Regions from separate parts of the Mus musculus genome. Here region 2 is linked to region 1. A link is a contact called in public capture Hi-C data. All regions are on one chromosome and are shown on one strand. Each heading gives the region's core, a stretch centred on a gene start, on an enhancer-like site or on the middle of the called end of the contact. The rest is flanking DNA. Distances are from core to core; before and after follow the strand shown.

What was found. Capture Hi-C pulls out chosen DNA fragments and counts their contacts.
Region 2: a capture Hi-C map of bone marrow-derived macrophages shows a contact between it and region 1, with 4 times the contacts expected there. The contact joins two enhancer-like sites. A contact is called at or near these places in 3 of 9 other capture datasets (adipose tissue, bone marrow-derived macrophages and pancreatic islet).

The regions. Positions count from the first base shown.
Region 1 is chr6:40,572,241-40,579,624 of GRCm38.p6, reverse strand. It overlaps Clec5a (C-type lectin domain family 5, member a), which reads left to right. Exons shown (of 7, transcript NM_001038604.1): 6 at 146-252; 7 at 1,545-4,727. The coding sequence ends at 1,659. It overlaps Olfr460 (olfactory receptor 460), which reads right to left. Exons shown (of 1, transcript NM_146383.1): 1 at 7,293-7,384. The coding sequence ends at 7,293. Among named protein-coding and RNA genes, the nearest start is that of Olfr460, 4.5 kb to the right of the region's middle. Within about 2 kb of position 3,579, at least 46 of the 459 cell types and tissues checked have an H3K27ac peak or open chromatin away from gene starts, as enhancers often do. A contact at or near this core is called in bone marrow-derived macrophages, where this site is marked.
Region 2 is chr6:40,727,557-40,734,940 of GRCm38.p6, reverse strand. Mgam (maltase-glucoamylase) reads right to left here. Exons shown (of 94, transcript NM_001368875.1): 61 at 6,181-6,314; 62 at 6,022-6,056; 63 at 5,814-5,930; 64 at 5,247-5,395; 65 at 4,506-4,590; 66 at 3,646-3,702. Among named protein-coding and RNA genes, the nearest start is that of Mgam, 100 kb to the right of the region's middle. Within about 2 kb of position 3,515, at least 14 of the 459 cell types and tissues checked have an H3K27ac peak or open chromatin away from gene starts, as enhancers often do. A contact at or near this core is called in bone marrow-derived macrophages, where this site is marked.

The DNA of each region.
Region 1 (7,384 bases), core at 2,330-4,829:
AGTTGCAGAACTTCTCAGGGATTAATGGCCATTAATCTGGACCGTGGCTGCCTTCCTGATTCGCAGAACCAGACCAACCATTGACCTCCAGCTCGGGATGCAGAGGTGAAGAGCTCACTGATGGACTTCTTTTTTTAATTTCTAGAAGTATCTTCAGGACATAGCTGGTATTGAGAATTACTTTATTGGTTTGGTACGTCAGCCTGGAGAGAAAAAGTGGCGCTGGATCAACAACTCTGTGTTCAATGGCAAGTACGTGAACAGCCTGCATTTCTCTGAAGATATTTATTTACATAAGACAAAACCTGAGATACCTGAGATAGCTGATAGTTCAGAGACTTAGACTGGACTCTATTCTACTTTTCTAGTTGCTTCCAACCCATTTCTTTCCTATTTAACTTTTATTCTTTTTATATTTTATTTATATATAATATTTTAATATTATAATAATATATTATATATTATTGTATTAACATATTATGTTATAATTATATTAAATTATATTAATATATTATCATACATTAAATCTGCTACTGTACATCATATAATATTTCATAGACCATTAAGCTATTTGTCATGTCATTTCCCCAGATATAGCTCCTTCATTAAGAAAAAAGTTTATTATATACCTAAGCCTTATCTGTGACTCAAAGTTGAACCTATAACCCTCAAGAGCCCTTCAAGGCATCACTCCATGGAGTCAAAGTTTCCAGGAGGTTGTAATATTCCAGTATTCATATGGAAATAATGAGTCAAACAAGGACCAAGCTGGGTCTCCAAACTGTAAACGGATTTCCTTACAGGGGGAAGAAAATTAATATCCACTCAGTATCTACTCTCCATCACGCACTGTGCTGTGCTGTGCTAAGTACGAATTGCCTCTTAGTGTGTTCACTGGGAAGCCATGGAGAAAGCTTTCATTACTCCCAAGCTGTTGCACTGAGTGTGAGAATGTGTTAGAAATGTGTTGAGTTTCATATACCAACAGAGCAGAGCCATCATTTGATTCTACAGTCCCTTGATCCCAAATAGCATGCTACTTTTTCAATGAAATGAGGCTTTGCAGTCAGCCCAAAAGGATTTGAATGACAGAAAGGAAGTATAGGAATGCCAACAGTTAACTTCACCAAGTTTTTCCTAGAACAAGCTCAAATCCAGGAAAGGATTAAAAAATATCCCTCTCCTCCTGCCCTGCCTTGGATCTCCCTGTTATAAACATGCATCCAGTACTAAAATATGATTAGGGTGACAGTACATGGGATATTTTCAACCTAATATGAGCAAGTTAGACCTAGATTCTCGGACTCTGTGAATGTTCACAGGAGAGTTGAAAGAAAGCAGTGGGTGTGGGGCTGGATTGGTGACTGTGTATTGAAAAGCAGGGATCTAAGTTGGGATGAAAGACTCAGTGCCAAGGAGGAGGTTGTGTGGTTTCATGAAGCTGTATTCCCTCCATGCGCAGTTCCCATGAGAACCTCACATCACAAACAGTTAAACTCAGAGTAGAAACCAGAAGCCTAACCAAGCTTTCTCTTTTCATTTAGTGTTACCAATCAGGACCAGAACTTCGACTGTGTCACTATAGGTCTGACGAAGACATATGATGCTGCATCATGTGAAGTCAGCTATCGCTGGATCTGCGAAATGAATGCCAAATGATCATAGATCTCTACAAGAGTGAATTTTTACAGAGCTAGCAAAGGAGATTAGTTGTGACTGAAACCAGCCCAGGAAATATAGAGCATCAAAGACTGTGCCCATCTTCCATAGGTGGAGTTCCCTATTGAATCCTCAAAGTCAATTTGTTACTCCACAAACATCTTCACATAGTAAAACTCCCTTTCTGACCAAGTATTCCCTAAGACCACACTTCCTGTGAGAGGGGACTGGATTCTAGTTATCTGCAGACAGAGCCAGGATTCTGGAGATGAAATCAATATGGAAATGCAGTCTGTTTCTGTAGAGCTGAGCCTTTTAACTAATCAGTAGGGTTTTGTCTGTTGTCAGAACTGTTTGATCCTTAGAGAACATGCCCACGCCACTGAGGAGAAACTGCTCGTGGAACAGATATGAGAACTGTTAGGAAGCACTATGGGCAGAAGAATATAAACTTGGCTTCACAACATCCCCCATTCCAGAAAGCCTCCCATTCCCATACAACATCGTAGAAGCAGAGGTCCTTCTGAATTGGGGAAGGACCTCTACAGCTCGACTTGGTACTGAACAAATATTGAGGGAATGAAGAAAGTTCTGAATAGGACAGAGATAAACAAGGAGGAGAAGGAAAGAGATAGGAAGAAAGGAGAAGTGGGAAGGAGGGGGAAAAGGAATGATGGGCAGGAGAAAAAGAGACAGGAGGAGCCAGGAAAAACACTCAAGCTAAATTTTTTTCAGGTTTTGGATAAAATCTATTGTGACATAAATAATATCTTTTCATTAGAAGAGAAAAGGCAAAATTGGGGACAAATGGGCACCATGAGAGATGAAGCAGAGGTTAATTTGATCACAAGGAAAGAAAGGCAGGAATGAGGTTGAAAACTTTTTGGATACCTTGGCTGTTATCTCAAGAAGGTACAAGCTGCATAAAGTATAGGAGAAAAGAGATGTGCTGGTTGTTTTAAGTAGCAAAAATTAAACTACAGAGAAGCCTATAGAAAGCTAAAGGAATTAAAACCATCCAATAATCAATTCATTATTTTCAACTAATAGCAATATGTATGTGCATTACTAGTCAAAATAAATTGTGAATTCTGTTATTATAATACTAAGTTATTTTATAGTTTCTAGGTTTCATATTTCGTGTATTAGCAGATTTATATTTTAATAGGACAATGTACTTCCTATTAAAACCTGTTTGAAGAAGGTCATCAGAAATGATCTAGTAGATACTGGAATTACATTTGTACCCAATGAGCTATGTGTTCTCTGATAGTCTTAATACATCAAAGCTGGGACAAGGTGGGCAGAATCTATGGTAGGGAGAAGCAATTGTGTTCTAACCAGAGGTCAGACCCATAACTCAGACAACAGAAAGGAAATCTTGGTCCTTTTTGAGAAAGGGGAACTTTCATTGCCACACTTCCTATCTTTGGACAGAAGAGTTGCAGACTCCTGGGGTCAGGAAATGAGGACATCTAGTGATTTCTGTGGTTGAAGTCTGAATCTCCCACAAGATGAGAAGTTACTCATGTACAGGTTCTTAAAGAAGCCTGCACAGGGGCTGGCATGAGAAAAAGAATATTCAGGGACTCTGTGTATATTGTTTCAATTACTAGGGAAGGGACTCGTGAAGGGTAAATAAATGTGGCCTTTGTTAGGGAGCAGTGATATGAGTTTTAAGATGGAATTAATAAGACATTTGGGTTGGAGTTTTGACCTAAGTTCTAAGATACTTTCCCTTACACATCAGGCACACTAGGTATAGTCTTTATAGCTTCATTAGAATATAAGTAACATGTCCGAAAATTTTTGACAACCAGGAATAGCCACTAAATTACCCATTTGAAATGTACAGCTCAATAGGTTTGGTACATTCACAGTAGTTTACAGCCGTCCCCTAAAAAAGAAATCCTGATCTACTTCCCGTCTCTACAGAGTTCCTTCTGCTGGCTGTCATATGAATAGAATCATACAATGTATGTCCTTCTTTACTACTTCCTCTGCTTAGAATAAGATTTTCAAGATTCACCCATGAATTTCAGCATATCGCAGTTTCCCAGTCTGTATCTTGAGTGTCCCCCGTAGATCAAAGGCTCATTCCCTAGGATTGTGATATTGGAATGTGGTAGAGCCTGGAACTCCTGGAATTGATTTAGGTCCCTGAGAGTGTGGTCTCTCTGAGGGCAGTACTATCCTCAGCCCTTTCATTTTGCTCCCAAGCCAGGAGCGGTTGTCCTCTATTGTATGCTTTTAACATAAAGTGTGGCCAACTAATTAGGGATTGAAATCTCTAAAACCTTTTGATAAGCTATGTATCTCAGGCATGTGTTACAGTGGTACAAAGCTTGTTATTTGTACATACAATCTGTATTTCATTCTATGGATGAATACTATTCCATTTGTTTATTCCTTCAATGGCTGATTGGTATTTTAGCTTTGTACCTGTCAACTATTATAACTCCTACAAACATCCATTTCTCAAGCATACACCTAGGAGTGAGACTGCTAATTCATCTTGTTATCTGATACATTATGTAAAGAACTTTCTGTCTTCAAAAGCTACTGAACCATTGCACCTTCCATCGGGAATATGTATGGACTCTAATATTTGCCATACCCTTGCCAATATGCACTGTTACCTAACTGCCTTGCTTTATGCTAATGTGTTCCTATGGTGATTTTGATGTTTATTTCATCTCCATTCTTTATCATCTTTCTTGTACTTTGAGTAACCTCTTCTGCTGAGAATGATGTTTTTCTTTCTATTGGACATTTTAACTTAAGATGTAAGGAAAGGATATGGTTATATCAACACATCTTATTTTGTTAATAGTCTTGAGCTCTCAGCCTCTTTGTAAAAATCTAGAAATACCTCCATAATTGTGTCTTAAGGCATGCTGAAGATGAAACTCAGCACTTTCTACATACTACCTTTCTAGCAATAAGTTATAGTGTCCTTCCTTTGTTTTGTGGTTTTTTTTTTTTTTGGTGTGGGTTTTTTTAGTAAATTTTATTATTAAAAGGTTGCATATAAAAAACTTTGCATATAAATAAAAACATCACACACCAAAATCAACCAGACCCAAAGTCTATACAAATAAATGAATTTTATATATAATTAGAAATGACATTTGAACTGGAAGCTGTGTGACTTTTCATTAAATTTTACACTTCCAGTAGTGAATGTATTTTAAGCATTTATCCACCACTCAAGCCCACCCCCCAAAAAAAGCCGGAATTAGAACTTTATAAAATAGATTTATGCCCTCTTTTATAACTCCTTTGTTTTAAGATAGGCTCTTGCTACACAGTTAACACCAGTCTAGAAATCAATGTGCAACTCAGCATAGCTTTGGGTTTACAATCCTCTTCCCTCTGCCTCCTAAGGACTAGGATTACAGGTATGCATCCAAAACTGTTCCCAAAAATACCATGATTTAACATCAAGACTACTTAACAAAATCTCTCTTTACTTGAACAAATGTATGTAGACTGAAGATCTTGGGCCTGTGGCATATATTAAAATTGAATAGGAGTTTGACTTTGCATACCCTTTAAGAAAAATAAGAGAGATTCAATTATTTTATTTTGTACAGGAAATTTTATTTATAATTCATAGTATAAATTAGTATATGTTTGCAGAAATAAAAAGAATATTGAAAGGTGCACAGTACCAAGTCTTTTCTTCCTTCATGCCCACTTCACTGCCATAATTTCAGGACAACTACTTACCCCTTCCCTCTTATGTTGCCACCCACAGCAGCTGTGACTGCAGCCACTTACATTCTGTATGCTCTGCTCTTCTTGCTTAAGGATATAGAGCTTGTAACATTGCTAGCCATTGCAGAAAGAACATCATTGTTCCAGCAGCTTCGTAACAGTGCATTGCATGGATAAAATGTAGTTTAAACAGCTCCCTGTAGCCATCCCACACAGCATCAATTCTTAGCTTTTAAAAATGTTACAACCGGACACTTCACAAAGTAGCCAAGATCACAGAAATGGAAACAGTGACTAGGAGCAGGGTGGAGCTGTCAGGGAAGAGGGAAGTTGGGCATGAGAGCAACACTGGAGACAGCTGGACAACTGAATGGAAAACTTTTGATTATCTTGAGTAAGGGAAAACTGAGAACCCAAGAGTACACTGTAGAACTGGAACCACCAAAAGAGGAACTCAGAGATAAGTGGGGAAGCACAGCAGAAGGGGGATGAGAAAAATGAAGAACAGAAGCAAAGGAGGCATTACAGACCTGGAGAAAATGAGGACTGAGCATCCCAGAGAGGAACAGAGGCGGCCTCCTCTTCAGCCCTGTGTACTGCGTCCCTCAGCCCAGGGTGATGGGAAGCCCAGCCCTCTTCTCATTCTATCTTCATCACCCAACTCCTTTGTGGCAACAGTAGGATCTGGGTGATAATGCAGCTCTTATCTGGGCGATAATTCCCCAGCTCTTTCTCTAACACCTCAAGAAAGCTCCCCAATTAGGAAAGTGATTGCTAGGTCTCAGGTAGTCCATATGTCTAGGAGTGAGCTCAGGCTGGACTATGCAAGGATTTCTGGTGTCTAGATAAACATCAGCATTCCTCAGGAACTTGTAAACTGATTCCCATTCTGCCTGAAGGAGTCATTTCCCTGACCTCTGGCAAAAGGGATATTATGGCTTGTATATAGTACCCATGCTGGCCTCCAGATTCCCTCAGTCCCTACTAACAAGTACTTGTACGTTTCAAAACCTGCACTGGTCTTCCCGCTCACCTGAGCACACTCATCCTTCTCATACTCCACATGATTCCTCACCCCACACACTTTTTCCGTGGCCATCATCTTACTCCCTTGCTGTTCTCACTATTCTCTCTCTTGTTATGCTCAATTCTCCATCTCCTGTTATATCCTCTATGTTCTCCTACTTTTCTAACCCCAGCCATACCCCGTCTGTTTCCTTTTCTCTCTGCTCTGGACCCATCCAGATACCTTTGGATATATTCATATTCTCTCTCCCTCTCCCTCTCCCTCTCTCTCTTTCTTATTCAAAATAAAAACCTTCCCCCTTAACAATGGAACAGCCTTGTCAACAATTTCTAAACTATGCCCTCCTGTGTGGTTTTAAATTTTCCCATAAAGAAAAACAGGACAGATACACAGATGAACTCAGGACTGTGGCAGGATGCAGAAGACCTATACAAATTCAAACCAGAATATGAAATCCCAGCACAAAGTCAAGGGAAGGGAACACAAAATCCCACTCTTAGCGGAGAAGCTATTTGCAACTGATAGCTTCTGGGAAAGGAAAGATTGATTTTCTTCAATGGAGTGACACTTGGTGTATCAACCACACTCCACAGCAGGCACCAAGCTCAGGAGTGGATAATCAGCACAGATAAGACACGGTGGGTTTTTAGTTGATTTTGTTGTTTTGTTTTGTTTTGTTTTTAAGAGAAAAGGAATATGAAGTTGGGTGGGTGGGGGAGGGGGAGAATCTGGTAATATAATAAAAAAAAATGTGATCACAATTTAGTCTTTGAACACAGATTATTTGATAATGATGGTGATTGTGGTGTACCTCGGAGATGGTCTTCTCAGATTATTCCAGGATTTGTAACATGTGTTTTGGCCATGTAGATACCTCAGGATAAGACTAGCTCTTGAAGAAGTGGTAGCAGCGTTTCACTCCATCCCGAAGGGCTTCTATGACTTTGTCATTACGGAGTGTGAAGATGAAAGGGTTGA
Region 2 (7,384 bases), core at 2,266-4,765, 160 kb before region 1:
GCTCCACGCAAAGATAAGGGTGAGAAGGCTTATTTACATAACAGTTTCTTGAGTTGAATTTTTCTGTCTTATATTTAACACCTTTACCTGCCCTCGTGTGTAAAAGGTGCTCACTCATCTGAGTCATAACCTAAAATCCTTTCACTTTTCTCAACCACAGTAGGGCTTCTTCATAATGCAGGTACTTTTTTTGAATATTTCTTTTGTTAAAAATAGATTTTTTTTCACACAATATATTCTAATTACGTTTTCTCCGCTCTCTACTCCTCCAAGTTCCTCCCCACCTCTCTTCCTATTCAGACCTATCACTTTTCTGTCTCTCCTTATGGAAAAAGACATCTAAGCAATATAATATTTTATAATATAATGTAATATAATATAATATAATATAATATAATATAATATAATATAGCAAAACCAAGAAAAGTAGGATTGGATAAAACAAACAGAAAGAAGAGCCCAAGAATAGGCAGAAGAAACAGATATAGATGAAGCATCACATTTATTCACACATTCGATAATACCATAAAAACAGAAAACTCAGAAATCACAACTTATGCCCAAAAGCTATACATAAGTACATACATACATATATACTACATACATACATACATACACATACAAGTAAATGCAAAAAAAAAAAGAATCCTGACATAACATTATGAGACAAGGAACCTCCAAAGATTGTGTTGGGTCCATTTTCTGTGGACCATCTACTGCTAGGCATGCAGCCTACCATGAAGAGTAATTTGTTTCCCTAGTGAGCCTCCCTTAGAGAAAACTACTTTTTAATTTGAAAGTGGTTAGCAAAGATAGGTTCTAAGTTAGGAATTAGGGCATATGTCCACTGATCCTTTCAGCTCTAATATACATTGGTCAGTGCAAGCACCATTAACAATTAGGTTAGAAAGTTCTTTTTTATTATGCTATACTATAATATGGTGTGTCTCTGTACATGTGTCAGGTGATCAGTGTGTTTATTGTAAATGTGTGTTTATATGTATACACACATGGATATGGTTATATATCAATGGTTCTCAACCTTCTTAATGCTGTGACTCTTTAATACATTTCCTAATGCTATGGTGACCTCCAGTTATAAAATTACTTTTGTTGTTACTTTATAACTATAATTTTTCTACTATTATGAATCATAATATAAATATCTGTGTTTTCTGGTGGTCTTAGGTGACCCCTGTGAAAGGGTTGTTTAACTCTCCCTAAAGAGGTCTTGACCTACAGGTTGTAAACTGTTACTGTATAGTGTCAGAAGCCTCTAGGAAAGGCTAAAGTCACACAAGTACATTTTATGGAAATGGCCCAATGTTTTGTAAGTCTGAGATGGGTGACCTCTAAGAATACAAGGTCCTTAAACACTTCACCCCAGGATTGCTTTTTGCTGCTGGTATGCCTTTTCTGTCACCATTACATAGCCTAATGATTCTTGGCATTAGCCCATCCTATGGGGTAGATTTTCTACAGATCAACATGAACATGTACTCTCATATAGTAACACTGTGTAGACAAATTGATGGTTTCATAATCCCTAATAAGGATTTTATAAAATTCCTAAATTTATACAAGTAATTTTGAGCCCTCTAAATGCTGCAAAAAGAGCTCTGTAAATCTTCATCTGCCATAGGCTAGACGCACTAGAATAAGAAAGCAGGTTTGGGACAAATTTACAATAAGGAAAAACTTTCCTTCTAGGTTAGCTGTGAGACTACTATCTGGTAACTAAAGATCATAAGCTTGAATTGGACCATATATTGTAGGTGCAACTTATTGAAAGTGCAAAGACAAAAGGTAAAATATTGACTCATTTATCTATTCAAAACTTCAAAGTAATAATATGCTAGGCAGATGGTTTGTCTATTGGCAAAACCATGCTGACTTGTGACATAAAAATTATAGCTTTAAACTTATAATGATCTTATAGGTCTAAAAGATAGATAATCAATATTTAGTCAGGTGCCAGTCTTAATTGAAAGACACAACATTTCTGCTGTAATTCTTTGTCATTTTATAACATGAACTTGCTATGAACTTATGGAACATAAAGATGCTTGGGAAACCATGTGATCAATTATCCTAACAAAGTATAAAAACTAGAAATGGCAGTAAAATGATAGTGCAGCTTTCTTCAGCTTCATCTAGGTTGAGCAAGTATATATTCTGCATGCACAAATTTTCTCTATTCCTTATTTCCTCCTTTCTTTCTCTTCTTTTCTTTTTTCTCTGATTCACAAAATGTTAAAGAGCTCCAAGCCTCTTGCCTAGCCAGTGATGGGGTCTGTGAGCCAGAGAGCAAAGATCCCCAGCAACTAAAGCTCCTTTACTTAATCCCCTGATGCTAACAGCAGGAGTTAAGTGCCAGAAACCAGAGGCATTAGGCCACAGAAGAGTAGGAAACCAGTGGCTTTTAGACACAAAATAGTAACAGAGAGTTACAAGGCCAAAGATTATCAGTCTTTGGCTTTTATCCAACGCTGTATCCCACCTCAGTAACTGTACTTCTAAAGACTGGGGCTAGACTTTGGCATTCTATGAACATTTATATGCACATTAGTGTGTGTGTTTGAGATCCTGTGTGTTTGTGTGTGTATATGTGTTCATATGTGTGTGCGTGGCTGTATATGAGTTGTACATATGCATTAGTCTCTCTCTCTCTCTCTCTCTCTCTCTCTCTCTCTCTCTCTCTCTCTCTCTCTCTCTCTCCCTTTCTCCTCTCCCACCCTCCATCTATGTGTGTGTGTGTGTGTGTGTGTGTGTGTGTGTGTGTGTGTGCACATGCACAGGCATGAGCAGGCCTGATTGCTCTAGTCAACATTCTCTCCATTGTATTTGTCTGTCCATTGGTGTTTTGAGACAAGGTCTGTCACTGAACCTGGAGAGGCTGATTGGCTAGACTGGCTAAATCCTCTTATCTCTGCCCCTCTATAAATAAGACAAGTTATGTGATAAATGTCCCGACTTTCAGCTTTCTGTAAAAGCTGAACAGCTATTTGTTCACCTATAGGACTATAAAAAGTTCCTGTATCTGTTTTCACAGTGCACCATGTCATATGAGGCAACTTGAATCCTTGATCCCTGGTCATAGCCACTCATACTTGACACCAAATAAATTACTTCATATTCTTTTTTGAAGTAATATCTGTGTTTTTCATTGACAGTGCCATATCTCACCTGTCTCAGCTAATCATATGGAGTAATTCTTTGAGCATCTGTGCAACAGCAGCAGACACTTAGAAATACAGAAGGGAAAAGAACGAACTCATGTAAACATAAATGTAATCAAACATCACTATTAAGTGCTTTCTGGTGTCAGGGAGACAAAAAGAGATTTTCACTGTGTTTACCATGTAGCTAGCAATGATATAAGCAAAGATATTGTTTACATCAAGCCAGGCACAAGATGACAAGATTACATGTTTCTTTATAGCACTTCTCTAAAAGAGTGACTAACACTTGTCTGATACAAATAGGAAGTGAGAAAATTTAGCTCACAAGGATTGAGTGGCTCATGCCAGACCATAGCAGGTGATTTCCAGAGTCATATTTTCTTATGTTGTCTTATGAGTCTGTCATAATCAAAGACATTGAACTCTGACACTGCCAGGTTTTATAAACATTTAGCAAACTTACCGTGTAATAGTCATACCAGAGGGCTGTGGGGAAATATGCACTGATGTTTCGGGCATTCTGAAATTAAACACAGACCACATGTGGGTATTGCAATTTGAGACAGAGTAAGCAAATTGCCAGGTACCCTGGCATAAAATACTAGAGCTGAAATTGGATACAGTTACCCCAGCTTCCTAATATCACCAATGCTGAGAACTCCTGTATTCTTACCCAACTTCTACGGGTGGAAATGGCCCAACAAAAACTAGAAGCTTCACTAAAGCCCTTTGGGGGACAGGAACTCAAAGAAAATGACCACCTCCTGCTTGAAGACTTATCCATCCATTCTCTAAGGATACAATACCCAAGGCTAGGTATAAAGCAGGGAAAAAAATCTGTAGGTTCAAAAGTATTTCAAGGTGGTTTAATTCGCTTTTCTGTTTAGTTACATGCTCACCTAGATACAGAAGCTGTAAAGAAACATCTCCTGTTGTACGTGTAACCACACAAGGAAGTCAAGTACACCCAGACACAAGGGGGGCACACTGCTGCAAGCAGCTCTGAGCACTTCAGCTATATATGGTAAGAGGCTATGAAGAATCTATACACTACGTCCCACACATGATTCTACATGTTTCATTGTAGTCATTGGGAAAACAATCATGTTTATATAAAGTGTGGAACAATATTCCTCTTGACTGATGTAAAGAAGGATTTGAGGGCAGAAAACTCAAGACCCAGAATTCTACTCTGAAGAACCATTAGACAAATATAGACCAAGAAACCCTGTTTGAGGATGTATCTCATTCCTCACTTCCTTCTCCATATTTACTCAGCCTAGCAGTTGGGATTCTCCAGTTCTCAGAGGCCTCCATACTCACAGGCTCTAGCACAGGGCTGACTAGGAAAGCTGGACCCAGCAGGAACTGTTTGTCTATATTCCAGGTCTTCCGGTCTGACACAAATCTGGAAAGGAAATTGAAGGTGTCACAACCAGACCTCAGTAGGAATTTGACTTAATGCACTGAAGAAATTCTCAAGTTAAAACGCATGTCAGAGACCCTATGTGTTCTCTGCCTCCTGTGCTTCTGCTCAGCTCAAAGTATCCCATTTGTCCTGATTCCAGAACCTCAAATATTTTTGAGAAATGTGTTGATGGACAAGCTATTTCTTCATTATGGCACATTTTCAATTTAAATCTTCAGTAGAATACTTATGGAGGTAACCTGAACAAATAATGGATTAAAGTATATAATATAATATAATATAATATAATATAATATAATATAATATAATATAATATAATATAATATAAGTAAAGGATGTCATATGAAGAAAAAATAATGCTATAGAATGTTAGATCCTTTAAAGGCCTCTTTAAACAGTTGTTTTCAAACTATTTCACCATGTTAAAAAGTCATTTTCTTTCTTTTTTTTTTTTTTAATTCAATGGCTGGCCTTTCATTGAAGACCTGTGGTAAGCACTGGTAAAGGATGAGACCCACCAGGACATTACTGACAAAAGAGAGTCACAGCTTCAGAGTGGAAGAAGTGTTTTAATCAACCCCTACCTAAGAGGTTAAACACAATGTCTATTAACAGAAATCCATCTCAACACTTACTCATGGAGAAGGGGCCGCACAACTGTGCTGCCCTCCATGTGGGCCTTGTACATCAAGGTGTAGAGATATGGCAACAGGGTGTATCTGGTTTCCAACACACTTCTGGAAATATCCTCAAAGGTTTTATTCCAGGATACAGGGTCTTGTCTCTAAAACAGAATGAGGAAAGTGTTCAACAACCCACCCAGACACCTAAGAATTCAAGGTCATTGAAGACATATTTAAACTATATAACATCTTTAAAATATCATATACTAAAGAAAATTATATATGGGACCCCTAGATTATTTGTAATGGACTGGGAAACATCAGCATACTTTAAAAAAAAAACATTAAAACATTCTATATGAGCTATAATGGAAATTAGTCCCTAAGCAAAAAGAATAACCAAAATAATATTGAAAACTATGATTTATAGGAAAGGCATTAATGGATTTAAAGATTCACCAGGTAACACAGACAGCCGGAATGCTCTCAAAAACTGGTAATATATATATATATATATATATATATATATATATATATATATGCAGTGAAATAATATGGATGAGAAAGCTGACATCATACCTTGGTCCCAATGGTGTTGTGGTTCCTGGAGAAGGGGTAAAAGGCGCCCAGCTGCATCCAGCGAACACACATCTCATACTCAGCATCTTGAAAGAACCCACAGATGTCTGACCCGGTCTGAAACAACATGGAACAAAGTCAGCTCTTGGTGCTTTCTAAGAGACACTGCTACCTTCCTAGGGAGGAGGAGCATGTAAAGGACACTTACATAGGATATGCCAAAGAGGCTGAAATCCATCATGCCTGCAATGAGAGATGCAGCAGGGTCAGCACAGGACATTCTCTGCACCCTTCTCCCCCTTCACCAAGGATCTTACTCCCACCCCTGTCTGCAGAAGCAGGCACACCCCTGGGCACACCCACACACCAATGATGGATTTCCCCAGCTGGTCCCAGGCAGCTGTGTTGTCTCCCAGCCAGTGTCCTCCCCAGCGTCCAGAAGAGGGGAATGTGGAGCGTGTGATGACGATCCCTCTCTCTCCGGTCACCTCCTGCACAGCTCTGGTTGGGGAAACAAGTAGAAAAATTCATGGCAGGGCAGGGGAAGTTTGACCATAGAGCTTCCTCCCCAGAGTCCTTGCACTTAGAATATCTTTTTTAAAAATCTTTCCTGTATGACTACAAGAATTATAGAAATATGACTCATTAGAGGAGGACTGGCTACCTGATAAGGATAATAAAGGCAGTAAAAAGTTTTTTAAACAGTTGTTTTCAAACTATCTCCTCATGTTACAAAGTCATTGGCTTGTCCCCGAGTAGTAAGCACTTACAGGATCTGTCTGTTTATTCTCTCATACGTGACTTGATATTCGAGAAAGAATATGATAAATCCTATCAGGATTTACCTTAAGATAATTATTTTTCTTTTGGCTTACATTGTGAGCATGCTAACTACTTGAACAAAAGGCCCACTGACTATCCAACAGGAGTGGGCAAAGACAAACACCTTTCAACAGACAAAGACTCACTTTCAACATAAGAAGGCAAGGTTTCTAACACTCAGCCACTCCTTTTTCTCTTGTAACCAGTGATACCACAGTACTGACTATTCTGCACAATGACTTACAGTGTACCTGTGGGTATGCTCAAGAGGACTACTGATTTTCTCACAGGGATGGCTCCACAACTACAAAGATATTGCTTAACAAATAAGAATTGCTCCATGGGTTTCCTGTGAGCAACAAAATGTTGGGTCCTGTTTGTGTAGCTAGTCTATTAGTCTATGTCTTTTTATTGGGGAATTGAGTCCATTGATATTAAGAGATATTAAGGAAAAGTAATTGTTGATTCCTGTTATTTTTGTTGTTAAAGTTGGAGTTCTGTTCTTGTGGCTGTCTTCTTTTAGGTTTGTTGAAGGATTACTTTCTTGTTTTTTCTAGGGTGTAGTTTCCGTCCTTGTGTTGGTGTTTTTCCTTTATTATTCTTTGAAAGGCTGGATTCATGGGAAGATATGTGTGAATTTGGTTTTGTCATGGAATACTTTGGTTTCTCCATCTATGGTAATTGAGAGTTTGGCTGGGTATAGTAGCCTGGGCTGGCATTTGTGTTCTCTTAGGGTCTGCATAACATCT